Linked DNA regions of Ovis aries: region 2 is linked to region 1. The links are chromatin contacts, called in public Hi-C maps. All regions are on one chromosome and are shown on one strand. The core of a region is the stretch at or near the end of the contact, and the rest is flanking DNA. Distances in the headings are between cores, read along the strand shown.

Region 1 (3,964 bases), core at 504-3,003:
ATCCCTGGTCGAGGAACTAGATCCCACATGCTGCAACCAAGACCTGGCACAGTCAAATAAATAAAAATATTTACCTTTTAAAAAATATAAAATAAAAACCATACTTAGGAAAAGGTGAAGGCCAGGTCCATGTCTTATTTCACCTTTGTGTCCCTGGCCTGGCAGAGGTAAAGAACGCATGAATGAGGGAATCCCCCATCACATGGCCCCATCTGGCACTGCATTAGCATCAGGGCCCCTGCCCTCGTGTAAGTCAGGGAGCGCAGGAAGGCCAGCAGTGGACAGAATAGCCTGTCTCTCGCAGGTCATCATGGGGACTGAGGAAGAGATGGGACGTCTCCCGCCGTGACAGCCACCTTTTAGACACTACAGAAATTTTAGTTCCCAGCCCTTCTTCACATTCAGAAGACGGGCTTCCAGTGCTGAAAGTAATTTAGAATTTCCCATGGCTCCTCAAGGGGACTGTTTTCTTTTCATAAGCCGTGGGTGCTAAGTCAGTATCAGACTTGTGGGTCTTGCTCCCTGCTGTCTGCCCAGCGCCTAGGGGCACGCTGGCACACAGTAGGTGTGGAGTGAGCAAAGGAATGTGTGTCAAGCGTGACTTTAACGGATTGCTGGGCACATCCCCCCAAAAGAGAATAGAACCCACCTCGAGATAATAAGACCCTGCACGGCCTCCCGCACCCTGTAATTTGGATCTCTAGGAATCGCCTTTGTTGTGGGCGACCAACCACAGGCAAAGAAAGCACCTGCTCCTCCAGCCGGTCCTCGAGGAAGGACCCCGGGCTGCCGAGCCCCTGGCTGCTTTTCAGGGCCCCTTTCCTCCGCTTCCTGGGACCTGGGGGCTCCGAGGCATCCCGGGGCTCGCACGCAGGGTCAGCCCCAGCGCTTCCCAGCCGTGGTGGGGCGCGTCCCCAGGTGCCGACACCTCGCTCGTGGTCAGCGTTCTTTGCCTCCTCGTGCCGGCCAGAGGGTCCAGGGCCGCGTCTGCCACCCCCAGGCCTGCGAGGGTAGGAGCCAGAGACGACCGCGGCGCAACCCCTCTCTTCCCGGCTTCCATCCTGGGGCCCCCAACGCCCAGCGGCGTCGGGCCTCGGCGCGGCCGGCTCTCCTGCGCGCCCCCTCTCTTCGGCCTCGATCTCCGAGGCCGCGGTCCCCGCCCCGGCCAGCTCCGAGGGCGCTTGGCTCGTCCGCCCTCCAGGGCTGAAGCCTGAGCTCTCAGCGCTCCCCGGCGGCTCCCCCGGGAGGGGGCGCGGCCGCCCCCGCGGCTCCACCCTCTCCGCGGGGCCGCGGCCATCTGGGGCCCCTGCCATTCGTGTCCGCTGTGGGGCCCGCGCCGAGCTCGCGCGGGAGGCAGCCCCTGGCAGGGGCCCGGGCCTCCCCACCGGGCGACCCCCTCTGCCAGCGCGGGTGCGGGAAGCCGGCCGCTGACATGCCCCGAGGGGGCAGTGGCTGCGAGCCGAGCCTGGGTGGAAGCGCGTCGCAACGGACGCTGCGCCCCTGGCCACCTCGGTGACCCTCCAGAAGCCGGGACCCGAGCCCCGCAGGCGGCAGCGCGGGCCCGCGAGGACGGCGAGGTCCGTGCTCCTAACGTCCGCGGCGAGCGCCGGATACGGAGCCTCGGTCGGGCTCTTAGCCTCCCGACACTCCCCCCAGCCCCCCGCGAGCTGGCAGGAGGAAATAGCGCGCGGCCCCTTTAAATTTACCCAGGAGCCCTTAAAGGAGCCCCAGGGGCCCCAGACAGGAATCCCCACCCCGGTCCAGCCCGCGCCGCCGAGCGAGCAGCCTGCCGTCCGTGCTGCCGGCCGCCCTGTGCATGCGCCCCGCGCCCCGGGGCCCCGCGCACCGAGCGCCGCGCGCCGGCCGCCGCCGGCCCCGCGGCCCCGCGCCCTGCCGCCCCGGGGCCCCGCGCCGCAGCGCAGCGCATGGAGCCTGGCGGGGACCACCGGAGCCGGAGCGGCGGCGGCGGCGGCGGCGGCCCCGGGCCAGCAGCGGCCTCGGCACGGGGCCGATGGCTGCCGCCCGCCGGATCGAGCGGCAGCGCGGAACCCGAGGAGGACGACGGCGGTAAGAGCTGGCTGGGGCCGGCGGCTCGGGCGGGGGCCCCGGCGTGGGGGAGGGGAGGGCTGCGGCTCCGGGCTCCGGGCCCCTCTTCGCCGCCGAACAAAGCGGGGGACGCGGGCAGGGCGGGCGGGGGCGCCACCTGGCGGGCGCGGATTGTGGCTGCAGCGCCAGCGGCGGAGCCCCCCGCCCAGCTCCCGGGGTTGGCCTGCGGGGCTCGGGCGGATCCCCTCCCCCTTAAAGGGCCCCGCGGCCCCCGCCTCGGAGGCCGAGCTGGAGGGGCCCCAAAGGACCTGGCCTGGCGCCGCGGGGCTCGCGCTCTAGGCTGTTGGGACTTGCGTCCCCCGTCCCTTTCTCTTTCAGACTCCCAGGTGGTCTCCCTTAACCGGCTGTCTCTTAAAAAGTCTGCCCAGACCTTGGGTCCCTTTCCGGGGCTTCCCTCCAGAAGAACTGAGCTGGGGACTCCGCTGCTCTAAGTTGGGCTGTCTTCTCCTCTGGGGCCTCGCCTAGAGAAGGGCACCTTTTTTCTTTTTTCCCTATGTTCTCCCTGGAAGAGAGCATGGGTTGCGCCTCTTGGGGACCTATCAGTACCTTCCCCACGGGCGGGCAGTTTTTAAAGAGATGGGCTCGCCCACAGTGGCATTCACTTCCCTTGTATCCGCGCGTTACCCCTCCCATCTTTTCAGAAATTTTGCCACAATTTGTCAGCTATAGCGGGACCAGCCAGTCCTCCCCGTTTGCTCTCAAAGGAGGCTGTTTCTCTATGCGGGGTCAACGGCTTAAGAGCCCTGAAGCTTTCGTCCAGGCTCTGGAGCTTCACCCCTAATGCCAGAGCTCCCCTCCTAGAAATTCCCCATCCCCTTTTGTTTTTAAAGACTCCCAGCTCCTCCCCTTTTTTCGGCTCTTAAAGGGCCAGTCCACCTTAGACTAACAGATCCGGCGCTGGAAGGATGCTGAGAGACCCGCTAGCTATCCAGTGCCTTGGCAGACAAAGACACTCAGGCCCAGAGAGCGGACATCACCTACCAAAGGTCACAGAGCAAGCTACCAGTGAAGCCCGGAGTCAAACCCAGGTTTCTGACTCTGAAACTAGCGCTTTCTTTTTCTTCTATGTACTTAAAACCAAACAAAAACAGGGTGACAGGAGCCCCCTCTGATCCTGGCTTTTGTTTTCCATACGGTGAGATTCTCTACTGGGAGGGTGACCACACCTGTCTATTTAGCCTATTTGGCCAGGAGACCCTTTTCTAAATGAAATACGGTCCAAACTGTAGGGAAAGTGGGAGGGACTGCTCAGGGTCTCCGTTTGGCAAAAGGGGACACCACTGGGTTGGTGGCCTCTCCACTGCCTGCCCGCTGATTGCTGGGCAGTGGCCAGCTCCGGGCCAGAGTGAAAAATAAATCCCCAGAAAGACTTAATGGATTCCAGTGGGTGGTGGCCACTCCCTGCTGCAGTATCTTCAGTAGCGACTCTGGTGGCCCTCCTGCCAGCCCCTTCCAGTCATCAGCTCTCCCAGACTCTAGTCCTAAAAACTCCTTTCTCTGGAGGTGCTGACAGCTTTGTCATGGGGTTCCTTAATTTGGGGACCTGACAGTGCTTAGTACCCCTTAAAATGGGCCTCTTAGGAGGGTGTATTTGAGGCATTATTGCAGAAAGGGAAAAAGATCATCTTTGGGTGGGGCCCTCCGGGCTGGGGCCTCGGGCGGTGGGTCCTGTGTGCAGACAGATGCCCCCTTTGTTCTCTGGCCCGGCTGCCCGCTCTGCTCTGGCTATAACCGCTGCAGCAGGCTGCTGCCCTGGCTTTACCCGGACAGTGCTCATCCAGAAGGGGTGCCTTGCCGAACCTGCTGCCTCCTTGGCCTTCACGTTCGTTTTTTGAAAAAAATTAGAGCTGTGCCCTGC
Region 2 (3,964 bases), core at 659-3,158, 360 kb before region 1:
GACAAGACGGACATTTGTCAGCAAGGCAATGTCTCTGCTTTTTAATATGCTGTCTAGGTTTGTCATAGCTTTTCTTCCAAGGAGCAAGTGCCTGTTAATTTCATGGTTGCAGTCACGATCTGCAGTGATTTTGGAGCCCAAGAAAATAAAGTTTGTCACTATTTCCATTGTTTTCCCATCTATGTGCCATGAAATGATGGGACAAGATGCCATGATCTTCATTTTCTGAATGTTGAATTTTAAGCCAACTTTTTCATTCTCCTCTTTCACTTTCATCAAGAGGCTCTTTAATTCTTTTTCGCTTTCTGCCATAAGGGTGGTGTCATCTGTGTATGTGAGGTTATTGATATATCTCTTGGCAATCTTGATTCCAGCTTGTGCTTCATCCGCCCAGCATTTCACATGAAATACTCTGCATATAAGTTAAATAAGCAGGATGACAATACACAGCCTTGATGGAAGTCCATCACTTCAAGGCACATAGATGGGGAAACAATGGAAACAGTGACAGACTTTATTTTCTTGGGCTCCAAAATCACTGCAGATAGTGACTACAGCCATGAAATTAAAAGACGCTTGCTCCTTGGAGGAAAAGCTATGATAAACCTAGACAGCATATTAAAAAGCAGAGACATTGCCTTGCCGACAAACATCCGTCTTCAAAGCTATGGTTTTTCCAGTAGTCACATATGGACGTGTGAGTTGGACTATAAAGAAAGCTGAGTGCCTAAGAATTGATGCTTTTGAACTGTGGTGTTGGAGAAGACTCTTGAGAGTCCCTTGGACTGCAAGGAGATTCAACTAGTCCATCCTAAAGGATGGACTAAATACTCATTGGAAGGACTGATGCTGAAGCTGAAGGTGCAATCCTTTGGCCACTTGATGCGAAGAACTGACTCACTGGAAAAGACCCTGATGTCTGGAAAGGTTGAAGGCAGGAGAAGGGACTGACAGAGGATGAGATGGTTGGATGGCATCACCAACTAGATAGACATGAGTTTGAGCAAGCTTCCAGGAGTTGGTGAAGGACAGGGAAGCCTGGTGTGCTGCAGTCCATGGGGTGGCAAAGAGTTGGACACGACTGAGCAACTGAACTGAACTGGAAGTCCAGTGGTTAGGGCTCTGCGCTTTCACTACCGTGAACCCAGAATTCAATCCCTGGTCTGGGAACTAAGATCCTGCAAGCCCCGGTCAAAAACAAGCCAAACCCCGCCCCTCCCCCAAAACTATCATATTTATAACATAATAAAATGTTATAGAAAGATATTAACATGTTTATGTTAAAAAAACAACTCCATCCTTAGAATCCTTGTAAAAAAATATAGGAAAAATATAAAGAAAAACACCACCCCAATTCTTACACCGAGAACGCCGCTTGGAATTCTCATTTTCTGTCTTCAAATTCCAGGACTTCTATCCTTGCCTCCCGAGTTACTCTAGATTCGGTTCCAGTCGCGGCCCCGCCCGCCCCTGGGGCTAAGAGGCAGAGGCTCAGCGGCCTGGGTAATAGTCGCCCAACCGGCCCTACCCGTTCGCCTCATCTGCCCCGGCCGGCGGGGACGCGCGGCTCCCAGGGACTGCGGGTAGGGTGGGGCCCGGGTGACCGGTGAGGAGTTACACTCTCCTCTGTGCACTCGTCTGGAGGGGCGGAGACGGAGACAGGGTCGGAGGCCAGGGGCGTCTCCCACCAGGAAGTTGGAAGTTGCCAACTTCCAGCCCCGACGGGAAGCGCACGGCAGGAGCGCCACCGTCCGAGAGCCGGGCTCCAGGGCTGTGCGACTCGGCTGGCTGGGCGGGGCGCGCACGTGTGTTTACGAGTGCGGGGGCCTGTCTGAGGCCGGGACTACAAGTTCCAGGGTGCCCAGCGGCGCGCCTGGGTTTTCTGGCCGCGCGGCCCGCTGGCTCCCAAGCAGGTCGCCTCGGGCTGGCACGCGCCACCTGGTCCCCAAGTAAATAAGGGAGAGACTCCCTGAGCACGGTAAAGAGAGTCGAAGTGGGCGGGGAGCCGCCCCGCGCCGCCTGCTCATGTTTCTGCAGAGCCGAGCGTCCCGCCTCCTGGCACAGCTGCGCGCGGCGGGGCAGCTGCTCGGCGCCCCGCGCCCCTGGCCCGGCCCCTCGCCGGGTGCCACGAGGACCCGCAGTAGTGCGTGCGGTCCCCTGGCGTCCCTGAGCGCGCACCACCCGTGCGCGCGGACCTCAGCGGGAGTTGGGGCTTGGGGGGCGGCGGCGGTGGGGCGGAGAGCCGGGGTGCGCGCCTGGGCCCCCCTGGCCATGGCGGCGAAGGTGGACCTGAGCACCTCCACCGACTGGAAGGAGGCAAAATGTAAGTGTGAGCAGGAGGGGGGCGCGAGGGCGGCCCTTCGTGGGCACTCTCCGGCTGGACAGCACCCCGCTAGCCGCCTCGTCCACCCCAGAAAACTGGGGAAGTTAAGGTCCCATTTGCCTGGTATGGACGCCCCCCCCCCATTAACAGCCACGCCCCACATGTGCCCAGCCCCGGAAACTACTTCCCCCGGACCAGGTCCAGGGCCCAGTCGGAGGCAGTGTGAGGAGGGTGGCCTCACCCCACTGAAAGGGGTCGCGGGGCTCCCCCAGAGAGCACCCGGGACCTCGCACCTAAATCTGTTGTGCATGAGGGAAACTGAGGCCCGGCGCCTGCGCCGAGTAGCCCAAGGTCACTTGGAATTTGCTTCAGATCTCACAGTAGGCTCTCAACTCCCCCGGCTTCGCAATACTGGGGTTTCTCAAGTGGTGACATTTTAGAGTGGCAGGGAATGGGCTATGGGGCTGGCATCCCACCTGGTGGAATCAGATAGCCACAAGGAACGGGCCTCCCTGGGCAGGCCGGTCACACCTCCCCCCATACCCCCCGGGGCCTTCCTCTCTGGGCACGTGGTCTGTTGCCCTTTAGCCCTTCTCGTTGGCCTCTGGACACTTGTGAGCTCTCTGCCTCATTCCTGGGGGACACAGGGCGGAGGAGGGGGGCGGGGCAGGGCCGAGAGGGGAGGTTGTGTCTCTGAGAACAGTGACACCCCTGCTCCCCACACCCAGGAATCAAGCCATTTCCTCCGGCTGGGGCCGCGGGGGGGTCGGGGAGGGGGGCGGCGCGGGCCATGAGTCCTGGTGGGCATGAGTCCCAGGGCTGGCCTCTGGGCCAGAACAGAGGAGGGAAGTCAGGCAACCTGACCTGCAGAGCCTGAAATAGCCCCGGCTGCCAGTCCAGCTGCCCCTGCCCTTCAGGGCATGCTCCTTGGCCTCTTGTGACCATTCCCGGCTGGATCGCCTTTCAAAAGGGCAGGGACGGCAGCTCATTGGCTGGGACTTGCGGTGGCGAGGGTTCAGCCAATGGGGCTGGGGAGGCAGGCCTGGGGCGGGCCGCGGTTGAGGGTTAGAGGAGGCGTCCTCTGGGATTGGAGGTAGAGTTCGAGATGAACTACTCTTGTCGTTGAGTTGTGATGCCTTCGCTGGGATCTTAAAGCACCAGCCGGAAGCACTTGACTTTGCTCCCGGGGCAAAAGGAATGCTTGTCACCCCTTCAAGCCCTGGCCCCAGAACATCCAGGGTCAGGGTGGGGAGTGGCTCCCTGGCACGGGGACTGTCCCCACAGGGAGCCCTGATTTCCCTTCTTCGTCAGAGAACAGCATCTCAGGGTGGTGGGAAGGAGAGCTTGGAAGGCTGGAGGCCCAGACACCTGTTCCTGGGTCTGCTGCTTTCTGTAGGACCCAGCTCTCCGCCCCTCACACTCCTTGCCGGCGCTGAAAACTTCCAGACCTCTTGAAGCTAATGGGCCAGGAATTCCCAGGCTGCTGTGGTGTCTGTCTGCTAGGATCTGGGATTTCCATTCATTTGGTCCGTTTTTATCCAGCGCCTTCCGTGTGGCCAGCACTGCTATGCTGGGGAGACAGGTGGGGACCCTCCCCTCACAGAGCTTAGGTGAAGAAGCAGGGGGATGTGTTAGGGCAAT

What was found. A called contact is a pair of places that touch in the nucleus more often than the background predicts.
Region 2: a contact with region 1 is called in a Hi-C map of skin fibroblasts, with 4 times the contacts expected there. The contact joins the promoter of MACROD1 here to the promoter of ZFTA in region 1. A contact is called at or near these places in 2 of 16 Hi-C or Micro-C datasets (skin fibroblasts and tail adipose tissue).

The regions. Positions count from the first base shown.
Region 1 is chr21:38,572,341-38,576,304 of ARS-UI_Ramb_v3.0, reverse strand. It overlaps ZFTA (zinc finger translocation associated), which reads left to right and starts at 1,753. Exons shown (of 6, transcript XR_006057539.1): 1 at 1,753-2,067.
Region 2 is chr21:38,929,675-38,933,638 of ARS-UI_Ramb_v3.0, reverse strand. It overlaps MACROD1 (mono-ADP ribosylhydrolase 1), which reads left to right and starts at 1,908. Exons shown (of 9, transcript XM_060404077.1): 1 at 1,908-2,323. The coding sequence starts at 2,026. LOC105604106 (a long non-coding RNA gene) reads right to left here and starts at 1,777. Exons shown (of 2, transcript XR_006057543.2): 1 at 1,364-1,777.